Linked DNA regions of Mus musculus: regions 2 and 3 are each linked to region 1. Evidence: chromatin contacts called from public Micro-C data. All regions are on one chromosome and are shown on one strand. The core of a region is the stretch at or near the end of the contact, and the rest is flanking DNA. Distances in the headings are between cores, read along the strand shown. Region 1 holds the start of Dctd (dCMP deaminase). Region 2 overlaps Tenm3 (teneurin transmembrane protein 3). Region 3 holds the start of Cdkn2aip (CDKN2A interacting protein).

Region 1 (4,509 bases), core at 816-3,315:
TCTCTTTTATATGTGTGTGTGTGTATGTATGGGTATAATATATATTTATATTGTGTATTATATATGTACACACACAATGTACATATACACTGTATATGATATATTTATATTATATATTTATATATTATATATTTATATACATATATGTGTATATACATATATACATTATATATATTATATAGGAATTTTACATCGACTGGCCTCTTTAATCTGCCCCCCTCTCTGAGCTACTGAAATACATTCTAATAATGTAATACACATAGATAAGCCTAAGTTCTGTAAGCAGGGGAGTGAGCCCAAGCCTGAGTAGAACCTTTGCAAACACGTTAATGCTGTCTACTCCTTGAGACGGCCCCTCCCTCACCTTGCCTAGGGTGGTAAAATCTAGATATGTCTGTAAGTTCAGCAAGCCCCGTCTGTGTTGTAGGTGAAGCAGGAGCCTCCATTGTGAGCCAAAAGGAAAGGTATTAGCGGGAGATTTAACACGTACTCTCACACTTGGGCTTACAAGGTGGGAATGAGCAGGACATGGGAAGGCCTGCATCTTTTTCTCACTTGGCTGTCTCATTTTACTGTTGGTGCAGAATCTGAAACCTCTGGCTGTGAAACCATGAATCAGGAGAGTTTCCTGTCTTGTGAACAATGCCATCCTTACCTAGAGGAGCTTTCAGTGAAATTCAGGGACAGGGAGGGCAACTGTGTGCAGCAGGCAGGGTCCTGGATTTACTGCAGAGGGGAGTGTGTGAGCTGACCAGAATGGAGAACGATGAGAAGTAACTAAATTATGTTCGACACTCTTTCCACAGCAAAGGAAGAAAGCTTAATGATGTTGTGGCTGAAGGACCAGCAGCAACCGGTGATATATTAGCTGTAGGTTAGTGAGCAGAGAAATGAATCCAACAAGACCCAAGGACTATAGATGAGGGTGACAAAGACCAAGCAGAGGGTGGGGGAGAGAAACTACTTGCTCAGGACATAATGAATTTTAGTGGCGACAAGATAGTCAACTAAAGTGACTAACTTGACATTGAAAATCATCACTTTGATCTATGTGGCTCTTTGAAGCCTGGGTCTTATCAAGGCAAAGAAAAAAAAATCTATAGTTAACAATGAAATATTTTCATCCTTTGCGTTCCTGGCATCCACTAAGAGCAGCACATAATTTAATTACGGAATCCACAGGCTGGACCACGGACATGAAGAATGGTGTGTCTTTGCTAGTGAGAAATTAGCTAGAACCAACTGTTTATTTTCATCCTTCTTCCTCGGCGGGCCTAAATTAATACAGTTAACAAGCTTTTGTTTGGATTAGCCGCTGAGACCGGGGATGTGCAGATTTGAAGTCATGATCATTACAGGAGCTTTTATTTATGGGGCAATGGGACGGAGTACGGGGGCGTAGCCACAAGTGTGGATAAAACAAACGGGATAAGACAAAACTTGTCATTTTGCGATGGAATTTCCTCCCGATTTAGGGGTCAAACATCTGAGTCTAGGAAACGATGTTGAAGAAAATCAGATGTAGTTCCTTGGGGCATATGACCGCTACAAACTTTACCAGGGGACTGTCAAGTGAGCAACTGTCCACCTTGAGTGGCTGGGGAAGGCACTGGCATGCATCTCAGGGTCTTTCACAGGTTTGGAGAGTTAACTCTAAACCAGGTCAAACAAAAAACCAATGCAGATAAAGTTTCGAAGGAGGGGGCCTCGGGGCACAAAGGCTCCACCCACACCCTTCTAGTATGAAGCCAAGAAGCAGTTGCAGGCTAGGTGATTCTAGAGATAGCTAGGACACAGTCTGCAGGCTTATTATAGAGGCCAGTACCAGGTCCCTTCATTCCCTGTTCCTTTCAGGTCCGTAGCACCTGGAATCTTTGGGTCTTTTAAATCACCTTTATGTATTTAACTTCACTCCTTAACTCCTTAAAGAAGTTGGTGATGGATTGAGAGGACTGGGAGGGTCAACTAAAATGCTCAAACTCTTAGGCCCGTGGGTGGGTGTGGCTAAGCGCTGTCCCTCCCTGAGCCCATGCCTGCACCAATGGGGGGCGGGAGGGGAGAGCCCAGGACAAACCTCACTGGGAACCGTAAAGGTCACCGCGACACTGAGGTCCCCCTGCGGGATAAGCTCTGGCTCCCCGCGCGCCGGGCAGTCTGCAGATCCTCTCTCTTTACAAGGATCCGTGGTCACGGATGCCCGCAGCTTGTGACCGCGTGGAGCTGCACGCCACGTTCCGCCCCGCCGCCCCTTCCGCCGCGCGCCGGACCCGCCTCCCTCCCGACTTCCTACCCGCGCGCACGGCGGCTGTGTGGGGTGGACGGTGCAAGCGTGGTCTGCACCTCGAAGGAGCGGACGGTGGGCGCATCCCCTCGGCCGAGGACCCTGCTCGTGGGTGCTCAGCCTGCACGTGGGCTGCACCCGGCTCGCCGCGGCGGAGGGAGGGAGGGAGGGAGGGTGCAGCCCACGTGAGCGCCGAGTCTCTTCTGGCGCCCACGTGGAGGGGAGGAGGGAGACTTAAGAACCGGGAGCACAGAGTTGGGGGGGCAGTTGTCGGAGGTGGAGCAGTTTCTCCCTGGACTGGTGACATCCCTGCCTCAGTTTCCTGGTTCTGAGGTTGCTCGTGGTGGGTACAGAGCCCCGGGGAGCTTTACAAAGCAAGCACGGGGCAGCCACCCCTTGGCGGTGGAGAAATGTGTCCTTTCTCCCTGCCTTCCCATTCCTCTCTAAAGCTTAAAGCAAGGTGGGAAGCCAGCCAAACCGGCATGACTCCCTGTTGAGCAGGGTCGCTGGGGTGAGGAGTCCTCTACCTGTTCACAAGAGATGTTGCCCTGTATGGCAGCCTCAGCCCTGTTGCAGAGACCATCATCCAAGGCCTGGCCTTGAAGCTCATTGTTACAGAACCTGGTTTTAGTATGAGCATGTTCTCTTTTCCTCCTACTTGATTCGTTCCTCAGAGTTGATTCATCCAGAGGAATGAAGGAGGAAGGAAAAGGAAAAAAAAAATCACCTGATTAGTTACCAAACTGGCCTGTTTGCAAATGTTATTTGTTTGTTTATATTACAGTATACTGGGTTTGGAGGCAAATTTCCTGAGTTTTCTGAATTTGTAAGATGTGATGCTAATGCCTACTTTAGCTAGAAATGAGACTTGAATATATGTGTGTTTATATAGATATATCTATATATATACATATATAGATATAGAGAGAATGAGATATTTAAAGTGTCTGGAATCCATTAGATATTACACATTTTTATTCCTCCCTTCCATGTTTAGAAGGGAGCAAGTAAGGGATGGGACACTTTGGAGGCAGTGTAAAGGAACTTAAATGCTTTTTTAAAAAAAGATTTATTTTATGTATATAAGTACATTGTAGCTCTGTTTTCAGACACAGCAGAAGAGGCCATTGAATCCTATTACACATGGTTGTGAGCCACCAAGTGGTTGCTGGGAATTGAACTCAGGACCTCTGGAAGAGCAGTTAGTACTCTTAACCACTGAGCCATCTCTCTAGCCCAGGAACTTAAATTCTGTAGGAAAGCAGGCAGTATATGAATTATCTGGAAACTTATTAGTGCCAAATCCAGACTTTTCAAATATTATATTTTATAATTTTCTCTTTAGACCAGGATGCTCTCTTTGAAGTCTAGGGCTCATGTTTCATGGTTTCTGCCTAATAAGTCCAGCTGAAGTTGCCCAGAGTTTAGGGCTGACTGATGCATTTCCTGGAGAGCAGATTGACAACTGTTCTTTTCAATGCTTAGTGACGTATGACTTCTACACCCAACATGAGTGACATTTCCTGCAAAAAACGGGATGACTATCTGGAATGGCCCGAGTATTTCATGGCAGTGGCCTTCTTGTCAGCACAAAGAAGCAAGGACCCAAGTTCCCAGGTAAACTTGTGGTTTTGTGGGAGGATGTTCAGATATTGCTGAGATTTACACAAAGAACAGGTGAGGAAAATGGATAGTTTGGCAACTCAGAACTCCGGATGCTTCCAAGATTCATCATCTCCTGTGTCCCCAGTGACTTCCCAGCTATTCATAGTTACAATGTTTCTCTGTTTCCAGGTGGGGGCCTGCATTGTGAACACAGAAAACAAGATTGTTGGGATCGGGTACAATGGCATGCCAAATGGGTGCAGTGATGACCTGTTGCCTTGGAGGAGAACAGCAGAAAATAAGCTGGATACTAAATATCCTTATGGTAAGGTGCCTTCAGATCCCATCCTGCTTCCTGTGGTAGCCTGTTGATTGAAAGAGTTCGTCTTTTCCTTTTAGTCAATAGATGGAAAAGAGAAAAGATTGTAGTGAACTACCCTATCTCCCTCTACAACTCTATAAATCATGTTTTAATTAGTTCTTTGATAGTTTTATCTAAGATTTATATATTTTTGTTTATGTACATGTGTGTGCCTGCATGAGTTTATCTTTTTTTGTTTTCTTTCTTTCTTTCTTTCTTTCTTTCTTTCTTTCTTTCTTTTTTTTTTTTTTTTTTTTTTTTG
Region 2 (4,698 bases), core at 1,842-4,341, 310 kb after region 1:
ATCAGAGAAAGAAAATACATATTTTTGTGGAAGCAAGAAATTGCCAAGTGAAAAAAAATGCTTTCTAATAAATCAAAATTAAAGCTCTATTGAACTATGTAGGACAGTGCAGGAAGCCCTTGATTCTTTCTGGGCTAATTCATATAAACGGTAAACGTACAATTTACTGAGTTTTTTTTTTTTCATGGATTATTTCAGGTAAATTCTACCAAATATTACCTATATCTACAGAGAAGAAAAGGTAAAAAGGTAAAGAGAAGAAAAAAACTATATCCACAACTGACTTTTATATTTTATAGCTTATAACGTCTAAATGGTAGAAAAATGATTGATAAACAAGTATGTGTAGAAGCCACGTCAGAGCCGGGGATGAAATGTCACCCTAGATCTTAAGGAAAGCTGAAGGCAGATGAAAGTCTGGATGAAGTCATTAATGAAGCTGAAACTGAGCCTGAGAAGTATGCTCGCTAGGGAACCTTAACTAAAAAACAACATCAACAACAAAGAAAATCAGTGATAAATAAGACTGTTTCTTCACTCGAGAGTTCCAAGCAAGCGAGACTATTAAAGAAACCACAGTAGCACTTGCCTCGGTGCAGCGTGAGATTTCCACTTCCTTTCCGCAGCTTAGGGTTATTCAGCGAGTGCCGGCAAGTTGAAATATCATTTCTTTTTATTAGCACCACCGTAAGGGGTGAACCTCGGCTAATGAGAGCAACAAAGCTCCCTCCAGGTTAGGGCTTGTTAACACGGCACACAACTGTTAAATGCATCACTCTTTCCACTTATTAGTGAGATAATATTAGCCGTTTCTCCTCCCCCCCCCCATATCCATTCATGAAACTGTCATCCCATTGATAACTCATTAATGGTACCAAAGTGGGACCAAAAAAACCTCAGTAGCTGCTTCCCTTGGGGACGATTTTATACACGGAGAGGATGGATTGTCTTCTAAGCAGCTATTTGGCTTCTGAAATTCCTTTCACTTACAATTCTTACATGACGAGGAAAATCAAGGGCACGTCTTATCTGGCTCAAACTTATTTTAAGACTCGTCACCATAACACGTGGCTTCAAGGATTACTGACTCCCCCATTGGCAGTTTGTAAATCCTCTGTGTGAGACAACATCACTAAAGTTTAACATGTTTCTGATGCCTTAACTCAGCGTATTTCATAAATCTTCGTCAAGACAATTATTGTCAGCTACAACGCAATTATCCATATTCAATTTGACGACTCAACTGGAAATTTACTTTTTTTTTTCCTAATAAAGTTTACAAGATGACAACAGTGAATCAGTGCCGATTAGTTGCTCAGTGGGTACTAATTAATTAAGCCAGGTAAATTTAGGTCCATGCTAAAAACCTTGAGAGGAAAGCAGATCTATGCATGGGATTCTTTGTCTGGGGTGAAGGGAACGAACCCTTCTGTTTCCTTACTTTTCTTTCTATTTCTTTTCTTAATTTCTCCCAGAAGAGAAATACAATATAAACAATAAAACTCAACTACTCTTAGCTGGCGGTGCAGTTAAAAACCAAGAGTTCCTTGTAACTTTGTTAAGGTCGACGGTGAAAGAGAAGACGGAATGATTTTTATCCTTTATAACTAACAGTGAGAACCTTCCGCTAGCTCCTCCTCGGGACAGAATTGGTATAGCTCACACAACCGATGGCAGGAAATAACAGTGTATTCATCATGTGATGGCTTTCTCAACCTAGAAGTTCATTTAAATGCTGGCATTAGCCATGGGCTCTGTTTGACATTGGGGGTGTAGGGGGAAAGGGCATTCTCTGGGTCCAGAGTTCACCATTTCTGAGCTTTTAGATGGTGATAATGCATTTCCTCTGAGCCTAATAAAAAGCTAGTGAATCACAGAAATAAACGGCAGCCATGGTAGAGGATGCTTGCTGCCAGGCTGCCCGGAAAAGACGGACAAGGAAAAGCCTAACACTTTGTTCATACAACACCCAACACCAAGGAGCTAATGACTGTCCCAGTGCTGTCCACAGAAAAAAACAAAACAAAACAAAACAAACAAAAAACAGAAGCAAGCAAGCAAACAAACAAACAAAAAACACGAGTTGTATCAGCCAGGAGATATTTAATCACCAAGTAGATTCGCTTAGGATAATTTTCATCAAGTTATATTTTCAGATGAGCAGACAGCCACAGTGACCTGGCCCATGCAGGAAGTTCTAATTTCAGAACCCTTTTCAGAATATACTACCAATATGTTAGAGATGGATCCAGAAGACAAGAAATGCATCAAAATGGTTTGTTTTGGGGGGTGGGGTGGGGTGTTGAGTTCCAGATAACCACTTGTCTGATCACAAACAGAGAACAGAATTTTTAGGGGTATGGATCCCGCTTCCTATAAGGGAAGAACTTCATTTCCCAATAGAACTAAGGAGTATATGACCCAGAAGCTCATTGGAAAAGGGCATTTCTTTAAGGGTCCCACAGACCTTTATTTTGAGTATCTTTGAAAACATTGCAGGAACGAAGTTTAAAGAGTGAGCTTGCTCCCCCCCTCCCCATTGCAAGAAAGCAAAGACATTTTTGTTTTAACTCGAGGTCATTCTTAAGTGTTGTACTTGGGGAAGGGGCACTATTTGTTTAGGAACCACGGGCAACGTCTAGGCGGAGGAAGTCTAGAACCAGTCAGCTGTCCACACGATCACCGAGTCAAGGCTCATGGGACCCACAACCGCTGTTTATAACCCCTTCCACTCCCCACCTGCCCAATCAGTGAGGGGGTGGGAGAAAACAGCAGTTGAGAATTGTATCACGGAGGCGACAGTCTCACCTCTTATAAGGAATGAAATGTGTGAAAAGATGAAAAAGCTCACTGATTCAGCATCTAAGAAATTTCCAGCAATCTGGAACTGATCTTTAAAAACGGCAAAACACCGGGGTAAGGGGGGGGGGGCGTATAATTACGATACATTTCTGTTAGTGAGAAAAGCGTTGGGCTAGTTTATTTTTGAACTTTGAAGGCGTCAAAATGTGCCCCGTTGTAAATCGTAGCAGCCTGTGCACCGAGCGGCCTTACTGATCCAATGATGTGAGGGCTTCGAGCGGGAGGTGTTACCTGCTTTCCAGTGGTACATTACTGCCAAGGACCCAGCTGTCCTGCAGCTGGACGGACTCGGGTGTGGTTTGCAGCTCGGCGGGCAAAGCAGCCGGCGGGGCCGGACTCTGGTTCCTTCTATTGGTCAGGGAGTTTCTATTGAGGGAAGTGATGGACGGGTGATGCTGCGCCGGGTGCTGCTTGTGGGATGGCGGCAAAGGCTGCAGGGTGGGTTGCCCTGGGTTGTTTGAAGGTTGCTCTGCGGAAGGAGAGAGACAAAGGGAAATTCATTATACATTTCTGTGTGTATGTAGGTGCATCCGCACTGCCACTTTTCTTGCAGAGCTGCATCGGATAAATTAGAATTTAAAAAACTGCACAGAAACCCACAACCTAACACATTTGCATATTATTCTATTAAGGGACTGCTCAGTGACATTCTCAAAGACCAAGTTTACCCTTGATACGCAAAGTTCTAATTAATATACAACAGATGGCAAAATTGCTTTTGGTTTTAATTTGTTTCAGTTTTTTTTTCATCTGGCTTTATTAACACCTACAGAAAACATCACCTGACAGCTCCCCTAATGTGCCTTTAGATTTCAGCTTTTTTTTTTTTTTTTTTTTTTTTAAACAAACCGAGCCTGAAATTAAATGGGTGATTTTGGTAAAACACAAAGGTTTTCGAAATGCATATAATCCCTGTAATTATTTAATGGAGTTTTTTTAAGCTTTATTTAACAGCAATAAATTATTACAAGCTAGTTGCTAAACAGCAGTAGACTGCTCTAGTTTAGTGCATCTCAAACAAGGCGGCTCCGTGCTATGATCCACTAATAGACGCTAAACATTCCGTAGCAGAAGGTCACTCCGTGAAGCAGATGTTGTTGCGTGGATACTTAACAGACTGAATCACATCCGATTACAGCGTCAGAGACTTAATGACCGTGACATCCATTAGAACACACACAGAACAGATTTTCCAATTTCAGTGTGCTGTAGAACCACAGCTTTTGGAGTGAAGTCCTAGGTGACCAGAGCGACTCCTGCCATTAGATCTGTGGCACAAATAGTTTGTTCCAAACCAGAATCATAAGGGGCTCAACGATTTCAAAATATGAGCACAATATTGCATTGTAACTGTGGGAAAGTTCACCAGTAAACAATCTGCTAAATATCACAAGTCATTGTAACATCTAAGATCTTTGTACGACTTAGCTTTGGACATGTGTAATACTGAACTGACAAATATAGTTTTGTAATAGAAAGGTGATCACTTCATTTAATGTCAAACACCCACAAGATGCCTATTTTTTTTTATTAAATGTAGTTCAAAATGCAACATAATTTTAAAGTGTCTTATTGGATCACGCTATTGATATAAATACCTATATTAAAGGAGAATAGGGAATGGAATGACTATCTTTCGTAGACTGTGAAGTCCAGTAGCGGTTATTAAGGTAAATAATACAGTACATACTGTAACTCTGGTTGCATGAGATGAATACATGATGTATATAATAAGGTGATTATCTTATCACGCCTCTTTAGCAGATAAGCAATAAAAATTGCTCCTCCCACATCATATAACATCAAGGGTTATTATGTTTTTCTAACAGTGCCTAA
Region 3 (4,761 bases), core at 65-2,564, 400 kb before region 1:
ATCAATTAATATGATTAGTTTTTAATATTAAATTAACAGCATCAGACATTGGACTTGAAAATCTAAAAGTTAATCAAATTCAGCACCAAAACAGACAGACAGACTCAGACAGACACACATACACACACAGTGTAGCTTTAACATTTTAACTAGATTAATACAGCATACACATTCTGGATTGTTAAAAAAAATTAGTAATGACAGCGATTCCTAATTTTATAAAGCATATTTTCTAAACTCCTATGTATGTTCACATCTATGATCTGCTAACCATTGCTACTTGATATCCCTCTTTTCTTCACCTTGGCAACCAGTTCGTCTCGTGTGGTATGGATTGGAGCATCTGTCACTTTGATGCCTTCAGCCATACTAAGAATTTTATCCATAACTTTTTGAGGGTACCTGAAAAAGAAGCAAAAGTCGCTCTCAAGAAGTGGTTTGTTTTTGTTGTTGTTATGCTTTATTTTTTTTTTTCCGAAAGTACTGGCAGCGTGAGGAATGCAGGAGTGCGCAGACTGCATTTCCTGGTCGTGATCAAAGTGTACGAACCGCGCGACAATCGAAGATGGCCCAGACGAATGCCCTAAGGGCTCGGGAGGCGGGTCTGTGCCAGGGAACCTTTAAACTCGGGGTCTCCCGGGCAGATACTGTCAGCTAAGCACCAACAACTCCATCTGCCGGGCGCATACCACCCGGACGCCCGGCAACTGTGAGGTCGGGGACAGCCCCGGACGCCCTTCCTGCTCTCCCTCCGAGGACCCACAGTGTCACACCGATTCCCGCGCTTCCCAAGCGGCCCTCCCCAGCGTCGCCGGTCCCCGCGAAAGCGCTCCCCGGCCAGCGGCAGGGGGCGTGGAGCAAAGCCCGGAAGGCTGGCTGGAGAGCGACGCTCCCTCCACTCACCGGCACCCTAGGAAGACATGGTTCGCCCAGGCCATGGAGAAGGAGACCAGCTGCTGGAGCTGCCGAGTGCGGGCTCCGCTCTCCGCGTCCGCAGTCTCGTCGGTGGCGGGGACCAGGTCCCCGGCATTGCGAAGCAGAAACTCCCGGCGGTGGCGCCAGTGTTTGTCCGTCTCGCCCTCGCAGCGCAGCGTCTCCACCCAGGCGGCTACCCGCGGGTTTTGGCTCAGGTACTCGGACACCTCCTGCGCCATGTTGGGGACCCTGCGGGACGGGGAGAGCGCAAGCGCACGGAGCCCCGGGGGCGAAGCGGCCCTGTGTCAGCGCGGCCTGCACCGGCGGCCCTCCCGAGAACGCCCCTCCAGGAGCCCAAACCCCAAACAACAGAACAAGGCGCCGACGAACCGCCCACTTCCGCCGGCCACCGCCTCGCTCCCTTTTATAACCTCGCCGCCGCCGCTGCCGCCGCGCGCACACGCGACCTTCCGGCGCGAGCGCGTCCTCCCAGGATGCTTTGCAGCGCCCAGTCGCCAGCGACTCGCTCGGCGGTCGCGCCGGCGGAGGCGGGGCCGAGGCGACTTCAGCGGCCAGCGGCCCTCCCCGCCCTCGGCGCCTAGGGGCGGCCGCTGGGGCGTTCCGCCGGCGCTTTGTGACGCCGCGCTCCGGGGGGCCGGGAGAGGGGGGCGGTGGGACAAAGCGGGCGGAGCGCGGAGACCTGGAGGCGTCCGAGTTGCCGCCCCGCCCCTCCTGCGCGTTCCGCCCTCGGACGCTCGCGGTCGCACGCGGCCAAAATAAACAAAAGCTGGCTTCCGCGCCTGCGCCCTGCCGCGAAAGCCGCTGAACCCTTGGGCCCGAGGCTCGGAAGGTCTCCGGGCGTTTGGGGACCTGCGGATGCCTTGTGGGATGGGGACAATAAAAGTACCGAGCACGGTTGTAACTTAACGACGAGCACAAGCGGCTCCTCCAGTTGGATCTAACCGGCTCTTTGAAACCAGGCCTTTGCGCTTGCGCCCCACGATCTGGCTGGGTTTCCGCGGTTTCTTAAGTTCCTGGTTCAACCCGCTTCCTCTCCCTTAACGCTTTTGGTCCCCGAACTATAAATGACCCCGTGCCAACTGGTTTTAACTGTTAATCCCGGTTGGACCAAAATGGAAATGTATCTGCTTATCTCGTCCTGGCCTCAGTCCTCAAGAGCAACTGCTTCTGCATTTGTTTTGTTTTGTTTTATGAGTTCGATTTTTTGCTTGCATGTGTGTCTGTGCTACATGTGTGGGCCTGGTGCCCTTGGAGGCAAGAGAGCAATGGCTCTCCTGGAGTTGAGTTGACCCAGGATTTTGAGCGCCCTGTGGGTGCTGGGAATTGAACCCAGCGCCCTGTGGGTGCTGGAGGTCTTCTCTAAGATCTCGTACTACTGAGCCATCTCTCCAACCCATGGATTTTTTTTTCTGGCGTGTTTATTAACATTTCCAAGTCTAGGTATGTGTCAATAAATCAAAGGATCAATGTAATAATATGAGATAGTGATAAATTATGTAATTGAATTTTCCCTCAATAGATTTTTGCGTTTTGTTGTGAAAATGCTTAAATCAGAATAATCACGCAAAAATTCAGTCATTTGGTTACTAAACTTGATAGCCATGGGCCTGTGCCCCAACACTGTTCAGCTCCAATAAGGCAATTAGAAGGGACACGTTAGTAGTGGAAAGCAGGAAAAGGCTTTCAAAGAGGCCACACTGGCAAGGAGAGACAAAGCACCCCTTTAATTCCAGCACTCTGGAGCAGAGGCAGGGGGATCTCTGTGAGTTGAGGCCAGTCTGGTCTACAGAGCTAGTTTCAGGACTCCACAAAAGAACCCCTTTCTCAACTCTCCCCCTTCTCCTAGCAGAGAGAGAGAGGCAGACAGACAGAGAGACAGAGACACAGAGACTGAGACTCACAGGCATCCATCCCATCTCAAACGAGTCTTTTGGAGCTCTGAAATGAGATTCACGTTTAAATAAAAGGCCAAGGACATGGACATTTAAGATAGGAGCCGTCAAACAGTGGCTTACCCATCAACCAGCTGCTTGCCCACTGGTATCCCGGCCTGAGGCTGCTGGGACAAGGTGGCTTAACAGTGGTTAGAACGTGAAATCTTTCTCAGGAAGACAAAGTCCCCGTTGGCTGGAACCTTTTACTTCTAAGACTTTTGGGGAAATTCTCATTTCTCCGGGGTCCATTGTCTCACTGGTCTACTGAGAGAGTGAGAAGCAAGAGTCTCTTCTAAAATAACCAAGTCAGCCCAGCTTTGTTTGAGGCCAGACTGGGTAACAAAATGAACAAGAACAGCCTGGCTACAGCTAACCTTTCAATGGCAAAGTTTTTTCTCTTTGAAGACATAGTCTTGCTGTCTCTATGATGGCCTGAAACCGGTGGTTCTTCTCAGAGTACAGTTCCGGGCCTCCTCACTTGGATTCACAGTTATATCAAAAGCCAAAAGAGTCTGAAAACAAGTATTTATTTGCAAAAGTTGAGTTCTTGATAGGAAATATATATGTATTTTGGTTTCAGTTTTTTTTTTTAAAGGTTTTTTTGAGAAAGGGTTTCTCTGTGTAGCCCTGGCTGTCCTGGAACTCACTCTGTAGACCAGGCTGGCCTCGAACTCAGAAATCCACCTGCTTCTGCCTCCCAAGTGCTGGGATTAAAGGCGTGTGCCACCACCACCCGGCGGTTTTAGATTCTTAAAAAGTTCAGTTTAAGACCAGTGGGATGTTCAGTCCTCCACGCTCCATCTTTGACCTCCACATGTGCCACATTGCACCTGTGCACCCTCCCACAAATACACATTCACATACATAATGGGTTCTTCATTCAATATAGTCTGATTACAGTCCCCCCCGATGTAATTTTTGTAAATATGAAGATTCAGGGTATAGGCCATAGACCACAAAGTTGAGAATTACATTCAAGAGAAAAGAAATCTCAGGATAGCGTTACGATTTACGTGTGAAATGTATGTCTAAGCATGGCCGCTAGCTGACAACACTATCTGGAGAGGTTGAGGACCCTTTAAAAGGAGGTGAGACTTGGGGGAAATCACTGGACATTGGGCCTTGAGAATTATAGCCTGACTGGGCATCCAGTTGGCCTCCCTGCTTCCTGTTCTACTAGGAGTTAAGCACTCCTGGTGGTACAATTGTGTCTCCACAGAGCTGTCTGCTGCCTTGTTTTCCCACTTTGAGGGACTGTATCCCTTGACTATGAGCTAATGTATATCTGCTATGTTTTCTCCATACTGTCAAAGTGTGGAGAAATGAGCACAGAAGAGAATCCTTATGCCATGACCTACCACAGTACTTTCTTTTCTCTCCCAACAAATGAACACCACACAGACATATATAGCCATATACAGAGAGCAAGAGACTCTGTGTGTGTGTGTGTGTGTGTGTGTGTGTGTGTGTGTGTGTGCACTCCTGCAAGTATCTTAGGACCTAGAGAGAGCCTTGAAACTTTTCTAATAGCTAGTTGAACTAATTAAATGGTGAAGTGCCTGCTCAATGTTGAAGAACAGGCAACAAAATCCAAGGTGATTTATGGCTGGGTTAGTAGCCTAAGTTGGCAAAGGGAATTCTCGATAACACACCTGGCTGCTGAGATCCAGGGAGAGCCAAGCCAACAAGGAGGAGCCCTCAGCTTGTCCTGACCTGAACAGAGATTGTCCTAAATAGGAGGTCAGATGGTGTCACTGTCAACAGGGCATAGGCCTAGGATGTTCAAGCCTGTCTCTACTACAAACCCAAGCACAGCTAACAGGGAGAACCTGTGAAGAGATATTCACAGCCACTCCCCCTAGTAACTGAGTCCCAGCGCTAAAGAGTCTTC

The links. Hi-C and Micro-C count contacts between places; a contact is called where the count stands out from the background.
Region 2: a contact with region 1 is called in a Micro-C map of muscle stem cells, with 2.8 times the contacts expected there. The contact joins the enhancer-like site here to the promoter of Dctd in region 1. A contact is called at or near these places in 1 of 39 promoter capture datasets (embryonic stem cells), 1 of 484 Hi-C or Micro-C datasets (muscle stem cells) and 2 of 115 datasets of contacts at active chromatin or transcription factors (embryonic limb bud and embryonic stem cells).
Region 3: a Micro-C map of the G1E-ER4 cell line shows a contact between it and region 1, with 4 times the contacts expected there. The contact joins the promoter of Cdkn2aip here to the promoter of Dctd in region 1. A contact is called at or near these places in 6 of 484 Hi-C or Micro-C datasets (the G1E-ER4 cell line, LSK cells and embryonic stem cells).

Annotation. Positions count from the first base shown.
Region 1 is chr8:48,107,893-48,112,401 of GRCm38.p6, forward strand. Dctd (dCMP deaminase) reads left to right here and starts at 2,066. Exons shown (of 6, transcript NM_178788.4): 1 at 2,066-2,356; 2 at 3,767-3,898; 3 at 4,076-4,211. The coding sequence starts at 3,773.
Region 2 is chr8:48,413,915-48,418,612 of GRCm38.p6, forward strand. It overlaps Tenm3 (teneurin transmembrane protein 3), which reads right to left. Exons shown (of 27, transcript NM_001145937.1): 3 at 3,094-3,331. Among named protein-coding and RNA genes, the nearest start is that of Gm51531, 100 kb to the left of the region's middle. Within about 2 kb of position 3,092, at least 3 of the 459 cell types and tissues checked have an H3K27ac peak or open chromatin away from gene starts, as enhancers often do. A contact at or near this core is called in muscle stem cells, where this site is marked.
Region 3 is chr8:47,712,617-47,717,377 of GRCm38.p6, forward strand. Cdkn2aip (CDKN2A interacting protein) reads right to left here and starts at 1,315. Exons shown (of 3, transcript NM_172407.3): 1 at 904-1,315; 2 at 272-402. The coding sequence starts at 1,154.